2 separate regions of the Zea mays genome follow, and region 1 is linked to region 2. Evidence: chromatin contacts called from public Hi-C data. All regions are on one chromosome and are shown on one strand. Each heading gives the region's core, a stretch centred on a gene start, on an enhancer-like site or on the middle of the called end of the contact. The rest is flanking DNA. Distances are from core to core; before and after follow the strand shown.

Region 1 (5,925 bases), core at 257-2,756, 230 kb after region 2:
TTTTGGGGTAAGAAAAAGATAAGAGGAGAGCGATCTATAGGCCCCATATATACTTTTTGCATTCGATGATTTAAAAACTGATAATTTTTTTTGAAGAAATATGTTGATACATAAATAGCATTATCCTTATTATTTTCAATATTCTTCAAGTTCAAGGTGATACTAGTCATGCTCCCTCCACCCAGCACTGTAACTTTCCATAAAATATACTTAATTATTATTGCCCTAATCCGCCCCTTCCCACTCCACCATCTAATTGATGCCTACCATTTTTATGGGACACCACATTACCCTTGTCTTTGTTACTGTGACTGTCGTAAGACTTTTATTTGTAGATGGAGAGATGGAATAGCCGATTATATGCTATAAATAAATTAGAGGCGTGGTGACCGAAGATTTATTATTATTATTATTATCCAATGTAGATATGATCTGAATAAAATAGTTTTGAACCGTGGACGCGTCTGTTGGGTCTCTGCAGACAGCTATATACCGAAGGACCCAAAAAAAAAAGAAAACGAAACAAAAAGATAGCAGAAACGATAGGCCAAAAAGTCAACTATGGAAGCTGGTCCACGCATACGTAAACCATGGGTACGTTGCAGCTACTACGTACGTATACTATTGCTTAAGAGTTAAGAGGTTGGAGAGTAATGATGATGTGTAACTGCTGTACGTAGCAATCCCTTCGCCTTTTTGGCCCCATCCAATCAACGTCGTGGGACTAGCCATCTCAATGCAGGCTGTAGACACACTATCCGAATCTGGTTCTTTTCTGATTATTTTTTAGTTTTTTTTACCGAGTATGATGGATAAAAAGTACTCAGTAAAAAAATCGTTGCTGGTACAACATTTTTTTTGCGAGTGTTATATTTAGCAAAGTCTTCGTTGAATGTTTTTCAGGTTTTACGGATTGCTTCAGACACTCGACAAAACAACAGTTTTCGGTAATGATAGAGTTTAAAATATAAAAAATAGAAATGAGTGATCTGATGAAGAAGATAGCCCGACATCCTATCCTACTCGAGTGCAGCAAAGATCGATTATACGTAGCCGTATCATCCACCAGATTTACACGACACACATACGCGGCGAAGCTTCGCCGAGACAACATGATCAGAGAAGTAATTAAACAGATATATAATAGAGTAGAAGGAATAAATAAACAAAAAAAGGGGGGTGGGAACCGAGAGAAGAGGAAAAGCGAGATCAAAAGGTAGCTAGCGAGCGGTCCACATTTCGTCCCTGGGCTGGGTCCAGCACGTTAGCGATATATAGAGAGGTCAGTTACAGAGGAGGAGACGCCACAGCTACAGAGTCAGAAAGAAATGCCTGTGGCTGTGGACTTGTGGTGGACGCGGACGGACCTGGTGGTGTCATGTGTTGTGTGCAGCGACTCGACAGAGAGAGGCGGCGCTGTAGAAAGAAAGGGTCTTGTGTGCTGCGTCCTCCCTCTATTTAAGGGGGCCCTTGGGCGCCCTGTTTTCTTCCTCCCGCCCGATACATTTCTCGTACATCGCTCTCGCTCTCGCTCTCTCTCCTGCTGTCCACGACCGACCAAAGGCGCCGGGCACAGACTCTTCGTCGGATCCAAGAGAAGCTCGCGCCCTCCCCGACCATGGTCTCGGCGGATACCATCCGTACGGCTATCGGCGTCATCGGTGAGTCCCCTGGTCGTCCATTTCATTATTGTTGTCAACTTTGACGAACAGCATACGCCGTACGCATGCATGACGAGCATATCCTCCGGCCGATCACGCGCGGTGGCGCCTGCTGTTTTACATGTCTTTTTTTTTTGTTCCACGTTCTCCTCCTCAGTTTGCTGTTTTACTATCACCGTTGATTTTTTAAATTTTTTTAACTATTCCTCTTGTTTAAAAAATAATGAGTTATCATATTTTTTATTTATTTTATTATTTAAGGTAATTTGTTCTTAACTTAAAATTTTACATTTTTGAATTAATATTTTAAATAAGACGAGTTATCAATGTTTCGAAAAAAATCAACGGTGTCATATTTTTTTTTTTGTAAAATGGAGTAAGCTAGCTTATATGTACATCATTAACTTAATTGCGTTGGTGTTGCTGCAGGCAATGGCACCGCCCTTGTGCTCTTCCTCTCCCCGGTGTAAGAATTTATCGATTCTGCTTCTGCTTGTTATTTTTTATCTACAAATCAAAATAATAAAAAAATAATAAAAACTAGTACTACGCAATCCAGCTTTCTCCTTATAAAGAAATCAATGGATAAATTTAAAAAAAGCAGAGCATCAAACCAAGAAGAAAAACTGATGTCACGAACTTGACAGTTGACTTTTCGCGCAAACAAACAAACAAACACTACGTACTGTGCTCTGCTTATGGATACATACATGCATACTAGTAGCTCATATATGCGTACAAATGCGCCCCGCAGGCCCACCTTCGTGGGCATCTGGAAGAAGCGTGCGGTGGAGCAGTACTCGCCGATCCCGTACGTGGCGACGCTGCTGAACTGCATGATGTGGGTGCTGTACGGGCTGCCGCTGGTGCACCCGCACAGCATGCTGGTGGTGACCATCAACGGCACCGGCATGCTCATCCAGCTGACCTACGTGGCGCTCTTCATCCTCTGCTCCGCGGGGGCGGTGCGCCGCAGGGTCGTGCTCCTGTTCGCCGCCGAGGTCGCCTTCGTCGTCGCCTTGGCCGCGCTGGTGCTCACCCTGGCGCACACGCACGAGCGCAGGTCCATGCTCGTCGGCATCGTCTCCGTCTTCTTCGGCACCGGCATGTACGCTGCGCCGCTCTCGGTCATGGTACGTACGTTGTTTTCACATACATGTCGTTGATTCTTTCTCTCTATGATATGACACGAAGGTAATGTTTGTTTGTTTTCTTACTTACTTACTTACTTGGTGTCTCTGATCTGCTGTGTGTGTCTCTTTTTTTGTATATGGTTGATCAGAAATTGGTGATCCAGACAAAGAGCGTGGAATACATGCCCCTGTTCCTGTCCCTGGCCTCCCTCGCCAACAGCATCTGCTGGACCGCCTACGCGCTCATCCGCTTCGACCTCTACATCACCGTAAGCGACTATTACTAGTATAACGTGTGTGTTGGATAAATTTTACATTCATTTTTGTTTAAACACCTAGTATGCATTCGAACTACCCCGAGCCGCTGTAGCTACTACTACATCATCAGTGGGAATCTGGCAGTAACAAGTCAGGGCATGCATGCTTCAGTTAGCAGGTGGCAACCGTAGTAAACGAGAGAGACCAGTCTTTTAGTAATACATGTAGTGTGCTTGGGCGTTGGGGTCGTCGTCGGTTGATACTTGATAGCAACGTCGCCATCGGAGAACAACGTAACTGAACAGTGCCAATCATTCCCATTCGCCCTAGCGAGAGCTAGCCCCTGCAGCCACCTCTAGTCCAAGTCCAACTACACCTACGACACAAGCCGTGTTGGATGCATGCACTTGATGACATGACGACTCCACCGTCCACCATTCTCTATCCGGCCGGTCTGGACGTACAGGGTGCCGGCTCCGTTCTGGCGCCGTCGCGTTGGCGTCCGCCCGCAGCTACCTGGTGTGGTGGTCGATACTCCCAATGCCGGCAGCAGCAGCGCCATCAGCTTGGATTCATCAAATGCATTTGCATACGTACACCAGTACAAATATATCCCTTGGGTCATCAGCTATCAGCAGGCTAGCTACCAGCAGTACACTTGTACTCGGCGGCCAATTACAGCTGGTTCTTGGATCCTAGCTAGCTATACAGCCTCAGCTCTGCTGTTTTCTTTCTTTCTTTCTTTCTTTCTTTCTTTCTAAACGTACGTACGTATAATGATCGTCAACGATATGATCTCGCATATGCAGATCCCCAACGGGCTGGGCGTGCTGTTCGCGCTGGGTCAGCTGGGCCTGTACGCCATGTTCTACAAGAACACCAAGCAGATCATGGAGGCACGCAGGCGCAAGGCCGACCAGCAGTCAACCATGATGGAGGTGGTCACCGACGCCTCCGCCACGCCGCCCCCGCCACCCAACAACAACAACGGCGGCGGCGGCGGCAACGGCTACTGATCGCATGCAACAGGAAGGACGACGACGATCGACCAGCAAGCAAAAGCCACATACATAGCGTCGTCGTAGCGCCCCGCCGCCCACCGAATGCTTGTTGTTCCGATTCCGATCTCCCCAAGGGGACGATGCTCCGTTGCATTCTCTGCATATCCTACTAATATAACGAAACGAAACAAAACAAAAGACAGCACAAAAGGGCTTGCTGGGTTTCACATTTACCATATATAATCGTCTGCTGCTGTCTTGTTGCTGGTATCACTGCTATTGGAAACCCTTCTTGCTTGTTCTCTCTTCATTCCGCCCGCCGCGTAGGCGTAGCTAGCTGATCGATCGATTTTCACGTCATTTATTGCTCGGCCTTCTTTTAATTTTCCAGTTTCTGTATATACTCCCTTTCATTTTCAGGATGCTCAGTTGTAGGTGAGGTAGTAGTAAGCGTTTGGATTTTTTTCTAGTAGATGAATAGAAGGAAACAATACCCCTCATCTCTATGCTCCTCGTCACCAACAGCAAAAATGCTATTTCCAGTTAGCAACATCTAAACTTGTATCTACAACACTTGAATTAGTTCCTAGACTGTCTCATCTGAAGTAACTTCACAAATTTCGATTATTTTGTTACTCTCCAAAATTAGAACATGATAGCCACGTGAATGTACAGGGAAAAGAATTCCAAAAACAATACCATCAGTTGATCTAGATTCAAATTTATCTTTCTAGATTTTAGCACAGATCAGTATTTGCATCCAAACGCACATGGATGAAAAATGGACTATGTCTTATTTCATTATAATAGTGGCTTTAGTATTTGATAAACTTTGGGCTTACTTTGGTCCTCCAATATCTCCCCCGTTGAAATCAAATGACAAAAAGAAAAAAAAAAGATTTTAAGCACATAGAAAAGGTCAAAAACTTGTGGTCCTTCAAAAGAATTTCTCCTTTAGAGAAAGTCCTCCCATTTGGTGAAGTAATCTCCACTAATAAAAAAGATATACTTCTCTGTCGAAAAACTCTCCTCCTTTTTAAACAATTCTCTACCTTTGGAAAGAATTTTTTTTCCTTTTTTTAGAAAAAATAAATTTTAAAACATGAGAAGATCACAAAAGATTTTTTACTTTATTATATAGACTAAACTCCTCATGTACGCACACATATTTATATGATAAAAGTTAATCTATGAATACTAATAAGAATGGAAACCATATGCATATTCATAAGGGGGCAAATAATATCTAATAATTAATTATAGTCTATATAACATGGAGAAGGCATGTTAGTGTAGCAAAAAAACTTATACAAATTCTAATACCAATCGCAATATGATATCAATTAGCAGTGGAAGTGCATTGCCTTTCTTTGGGATTCCCATTTGCCTTCTGTCATCAGGGGAAATTTGTTGGGGATTGTTCGGCAGCTGACATGCAAGGAGGCGACATGTGCACTGCTACTAGGATTGTCCCTCCTCATTGAGACTCCAGATGTGGGGATCCTAGGGGTGCCACCTGGCTTGACCTGCACCCATGGAGGGTGTGCTGATGTCAATATATCTCTCTACAAATACACAAAAATAAATTAAACGTTAAATTTTGACCAGATCATGTGGATAACCATGTGTTGTTTGCACTGATCGGCTCACTTGAGCTGTTCGACATCTTTCTAGGTTAGTAATAATCAAATTTAGTAAAAGTAATTATGCATTAAAAGTGATAGATGAGAGAAATAAACTTGTGAAAGGATCACGATGTCCAAGTGTGGGGGACAGATATCCCCGGGTCCACTAGAAGGTAAGAAGGCCTCGTGAGAGGCTTTAGGCCTGTTATCTCGCTAGACCATCCCTTCGTGAGCCAGGAGAAAACTG
Region 2 (5,993 bases), core at 1,384-3,883:
TTGCCCACATATTCTGGTATGTAGGGAGAGTGGCACGAAGTAGTGTGCAAGACATGCTTCGGTTGATTCTGCCGAGCTTCGGCTCCTGGTATCTCCTTTTGCTTCAGAATAGTGATTTGGCACATTCTTGTAGTATGGCCCTTGTCCTCACCACAAAATAAGCAATAGATTTTCCTGGGCTGATCCCCATATCTTCCTCCGAAGCCCATTGCGCCTCTGCCCCTTGGAGCTGGTGGTCTAAAGGAGCTTTGTTGTTGCCCCGAAGACTGTGAGGTGTATTGTGGCCTCTGAAGCTGGCTTCCTTTGTCATCATTCTGACTGTAGTTGTGGATTGATCTGACATGCCTAGGGTGGATTCTTCCTCCAAAGCCCCTGGTCATCTCAGAGAATCTGTAAGCTTCCTCCCTTCTTTGGCGAAAATTGTTGTCAGCCCGAATGTACTCATCCATTTTCTGAAGTAGCTTCTCCAGAGTCTGGGGGGCTTCCTAGCGAAGTATTGAGCCGTAGGTCCTGGCCGAAGACCCTTGATCATGGCCTCAATGACAATTTCATTGGGCACTGTGGGCGCTTGTGCTCTCAGTCGTAAGAACCTTCGGACTACGCCTGAAGGTATTCCTCATGGTATTACGTGCACTGGAACAAGGCCTGAGTTGTGACTAACTTCGTTTGAAAGCCTTGGAAACTGGTAACCAGCATGTCCATGAGCTTCTGCCACGATGTGATTGTCCCTGGTCGAAGGGAAGAATACCATGTCTGGGCTACGTTCCGGACTGCCATGACGAAGGACTTTGCCATGACAGCTGCATTGCCTCCGTATGAGGATATTGTTGCCTCATAGCTCATCAAGAATTGCTTTGGGTCCGAGTGTCCATCGTACATGGGTAGCTGGGGTGGCTTGTAGGATTGTGGCCATGGGATAGCCTGCAATTCTGCTGCCAAGGGAGAAGCATCATCAAAAGTAAAGGTATCATAATTAAAATCATCGTACCATCCATCTTCGTTGAACAAGCCCTCTTGATGAAGCTCCCTGTGTTGGGGCCTTCGGTCTTGATCATCTTGAGCAAGATGACGTACTTCCTTAGTAGCTTCATCGATCTTCCTTTGAAGATCGGTCAGCCGAGTCATCTTCTCCTTTTTCCTTTGCACCTGTTGGTGGATGATCTCCATGTCCCTGATCTCCTGGTCCAACTCCTCCTCCTGGAATGTTGGACTAGTGGCCTTTCAATTCTGGCTTCGAGCCTCTCGGAGAGAGAGAGAGTCTCCTGGTTTGTGTCCAGTGGCTGTAGTGCAGCCCCTGGCGCTGTTATCTTCTTCGGCGGCATGACGAATGTCGATGTTTTGCCAAAGGTTGTGGAAGTGAGTACACCGGAGGTGGGCGCCAATGTTGCAGACTTGTTCTCAAATGCTATGAATTAAGAACAAGGCAACACAAAAATAGGTTAATGGTTAATGCCCTTCGTCCTTCGAAGTATTATTTCCCTAAGGACATAACGATCTTCGAACAAAAGTCATGAAGGACGTACCTTCATCATCACAACATATATCAATGAAAGACGAAGCATATGAAACATGAGAAATAACATGAATAATCATATGACACTGTTAATATATCTTTTATTATATAATCATGAATGGATAAGAACTATATTGAATTACATTTATACCTTCGGTTTGACAGAAGGCAAAGGTACAAGCGTGATGCACGAGCGAGTACAAGTCAGCGTGAACAGTACAGGGTACTGTTCATCTATTTATAGGCACAGGACGCAGCCTGTGTAAAATTACATTTATGCCCTTTATATTTACTATTGACTCATGGACAACCCAACGAGGATTAGATAGCATTTTCCCCTTTAGGTCGGTTCCTTTTTTTACTGCTGAGCCGAAGCTCCCTTGCGCGTAGCTTCGGAGCAGCATCAACCTTCGTCTCGACCATGCTTTCCACATCGTGTACGATTTTAACCCGAGTCCGAAGGTGCCTATTCATATATTACACTTGGGAAACATTGTTAAATCATGTTTTTGAGGACCTTCGGGAGACGAAGGCCCCCAACAATATCTTAGTCAAATTATCATCATGGACCAGATTAACTTTGGTCAAGAGGATTAAACTACTAATCATAGGCTAAACCAATATTTATTTATAAAAATATGCTTTATGGTACAAATAATGTCGCCACTGCGTAGACAATTTTATTACGAAGCTAATGCAACTTGAACGGGTTAAATCGGAGTTAAAACGCGAAAGAGATTTTTTAACCCTTTGTATTTATTTTTATATTATAAATCAATTTCTAGAATTCCTTTATAAAGTTAGGGGCTATTTTACAAAATTCTGGGACCTAAATGTAAGGATTCCATTATAGCCATGGACGGTGGATTAGTATTTGAGTTCCTCAAGGGCTTTTATGTAAAGAGGCGTGCGGCGAAGGGGTATGATTTATTATGGGCCGCTCAGATCTAAATCATCGGCACAGATTAGACCATTCATCCAAGTGAACCGGTTGCGCTATCGGCCGTTGATTGTGAGATTTGCGGTGAGGATTTAATTAAAACGAGATCCACCCATGATCCTCCGATTCGAATCCAACGCACCTGCTTTGAACACTGACATGGTACCCTCATATTTAATCCAGACCGTCAATCAAGGGCGGACGGCCACCGCGCTCTCCTCCTTCCCACGATGCCTCCCAGGCAGCGCCGCCCCGCAAGCACGGCGGAGGGTATGTCGGAGCGTTGCGATTTCGCATAGCAATGCCCCATCTCATGCGTAGTGGTGAACCCAGCAGACTAGATCAGGGTGACGTACCGGCGGGTGAGGAGTCGACAATTCCTAGACACGGCATCATGCGGCACAGCGGCGGTGGAGAAGATCCGGCGAGAAATCGCCATGCCTTCACAGTCTCCTGCGCTCAGCGATGTAGTTCCCCATGTTCACCACCTCCTAGCACACCTCCCACATCGCACGTAAGTCACCAATCTACGCTGTGCTCAACTAGCGACGGTGGCGGTGGTCGGGACCCTCTCTGTTCTCTCTCTACGTGAGCCCTTGGTTCATGGTGCTCTCCCGTGATGAAGACAACTAGGGGGTGCTGTGCTCAGTAGTTATCTGTCGGGGCCAAGGAATCCGCAAGACCGGTAGCAGAGCAACGCGGGAACCACGGCATGCGTTTGCGACAGATCCCGACATTGGTGGGTTTGAGGTTGACGCTGACGGTGCGGGCCCAATGGCCGGTGTCACGGCGTGCGTCCAGTGTAGATGTGGCGGGAGCGGCCTATGATGGGTGGGCCCCACATGTCGGCACGGAAGCTGAGCAGGCTGGTACAGAAGAGTAGTAAATGGGCCAGGGAGGGAATTCAGCCAAGGTAGTGTAGGTCTTCTTTTTTTTCTTTCTTTTTATGTTTTCTTATTCCCCCAATAATTTCCAAAACTAAATTTTGAATTTAATCTTAGATTTAGATCACTTTTGTACTTCAAACTCACGTTAAATACATAATCAAAACTTCAACATGGATGCAGAGTTTACTTTACATACATTAATTATTTTATCCATGCTTTGAAACATGTAACTCAATAAGGGACAATTCATACATTATTCATTTTTTAGAAAAAAATATTACTTCTTGAGTGTATCAATATTGAAAAATACATTCGAACATTTATTACTTATTTAATTTAGAATAAGTTGATATAAAATCTTACCAAGTGTTATTAAAATATTTATAAAGAGTGCTTTATAGCTTAGAAAGGGAGTAATAAATAGATTGAAAGTCTTACTTTTATTCTGTGTTCCAAAATGTTAGTTTAAAATTTTGGATCTAAGTTTTGAATACCAACTCTTCATATAACTTTGGAGAGATGTACTTTATAAAGAAAAAAGGAATCTATTAAAAGACATTTTATCTCAAACTTTATTTTTGGCAATAATCCTTATAAACCTCAAAATAGGATTTTGGGTGTTACAAATGGCTAGCCAACATTGTGATGGTGAAGAAGGCCAATGGAAAGTGGATAATGTGCATTGATTTCACAAATCTCAACAAGGCATGTCCGAAGGATGGATTTTCCTTGCCAAGAATGGACTCACTCATAGATGCGGCAGCCACTTCGGAGCTTATGAGCCTGCTCGACTGTTACTCAGGTTATCATCAGATTTGGATGAAGGAAAAAAGATGAGCCCAAAACAAGCTTCATAACCCCTAGTGGAACTTATTGCTACCTTGAAATGCCTTAGGGGCTCAAGAATGCTGGAGGAAGCTTCAGCATGATGACTTCCAAAGTTCTCTGCACTCAAATTGGGAGGAATGTTTTGACATATGTTGATGATATCATAGTCAAAAGTACGAATCAAGAAAATCACATTGCTAATTTGCAAGAAACATTTTTCAATTTCAGAAAAGCTGGCCTCAAGTTAAACCAAGAAAAATGCGTCTTCGGGGTAAAGAAAGGAAATTTCCTTGGACGTCTAGTATCAACAAAGGGGATTGAAGCTAACCCAAACAAAATAGAAGCTATACTTCGGATGGAACCACCAAAGTCAAGAAAAGGTGCTCAAAGATTGACAGGTAGGCTGGCATCATTAAATAGGTTTATTTCAAGATCAGCAGAAAGGAACCTGCCATTCTTCGAAGTGCTAAAGTTAGCCGAAGTCTTTCAATGGGGGCTAGTCCAATAAAAGGCCTTTGAAAATTTGAAACAATATCTTATGCAGTTGACAACCTTGACCCCACCTTCATCAGGAGCCTCCTTGTTATTGTATGTAGCTGCTTCCCATGCAGCAGTTAGTGCAGCACTGGTACAAGAAAAGTAAGATGAACAAACAAAGAAACAAGTCCCAATTTACTTCATCTCTGAAGTACTAAGAGCCTGTTTGGTTCGTGGTTATTTGTGCCACACTTTGCCTAAGGTTAGTCGTTTGAATTGAATAACTAACCTTAGGCAGAAAAGTTAGGCAAAGTGTGGCAATTTAGGCAGCCAACCAAACAGCCCTTAAGTCCATCGAAAAGAAACTACACAGAATTAGAGAAGGTACTGTATGCTGTACCGATGGCCTCCAGGAAGCTTCGGCACTATTTCTAGTCCTACCACATCATAGTTCCTTCGTCTCAACCTCTAAAGGACATCATAAGAAACAGAGAAGCCACAAGAAGGGTTGACAAGTGGGCTACAGAGTTGAACGACTTCACCATTGAATTTGTTCATAGGTCCTCGATTCAGTCTCAAGCTCTAGCAGACTTTATTGTCGATTGGATGCATGGGGCTCATGAAGAAGTGCACCCAGCAGATACCGAAGCCTAGACAGCTATGATGGGTCATGGGGAACCTTCGGCATAGGTGTAGCTGCTATTCTAATTTCACCATAAAAAATCAAAACCTGATATACAACCAGATTGGAGTTCAATTGCACAAACAACATTGCAGAATACGAAGCTGTCCTCTTGGGGCTTCAAAAACTTAGGGCCATGGGGATAAGAAGGACAGTCCTTAAATCTGATTCTCAAGTCATCACAGGACAGGTTGACAAAAGCAGCAAGGAAAGAGACTCGAAGCTTGAAAAATATATTGACATAGTCCAAAGGATGGAGGCCTCCTTTGAAGGATTTTCAGTGAAAAACATCCCAAGAGGAGAGAATGAACATGCAGATTTGCTAGCTAAATCAGTGGCACAGGGGCTCTCGCTTCCTTCAGAAGTATTCTTTGAAACTCTCAAAGCACCTTCAGTCGAGCTCATGGAAATAGCGGTGCTTACAATATCACCTTTGCATAGCGAGGATTGGAGAACAGAAATTGTATATTTCTTCTAGGGAAATTATCCTTTGGATGATGAAGTTTACATAAAAAGGATGCATGCCAGGACAAGGCCATATGTAATTATAGGAGAATTGTTCAAACAAGGAGTTTGGTCCCCATTATTAAAATGCCTATCCAGAGCCGAAGGTCAAGAGCTGATGAAGGAAATACATTCAGGAATATGCGGAGCCCACATTGGATC

What was found. Hi-C and Micro-C count contacts between places; a contact is called where the count stands out from the background.
Region 1: a contact with region 2 is called in a Hi-C map of leaf, with 7 times the contacts expected there. The contact joins the promoter of LOC100273706 here to the enhancer-like site in region 2. A contact is called at or near these places in 3 of 25 Hi-C or Micro-C datasets (bundle sheath, endosperm and leaf).

What each region holds. Positions count from the first base shown.
Region 1 is chr5:130,299,967-130,305,891 of Zm-B73-REFERENCE-NAM-5.0, forward strand. LOC100273706 reads left to right here and starts at 1,507. Exons shown (of 5, transcript NM_001148118.2): 1 at 1,507-1,661; 2 at 2,091-2,127; 3 at 2,416-2,794; 4 at 2,944-3,063; 5 at 3,862-4,325. The coding sequence starts at 1,619. The coding sequence ends at 4,068.
Region 2 is chr5:130,066,543-130,072,535 of Zm-B73-REFERENCE-NAM-5.0, forward strand. No RefSeq gene overlaps it. Among protein-coding and RNA genes, the nearest start is that of LOC103629915, 73 kb to the left of the region's middle. Within about 2 kb of position 2,634, at least 16 of the 20 cell types and tissues checked have an H3K27ac peak or open chromatin away from gene starts, as enhancers often do. A contact at or near this core is called in bundle sheath and leaf, where this site is marked.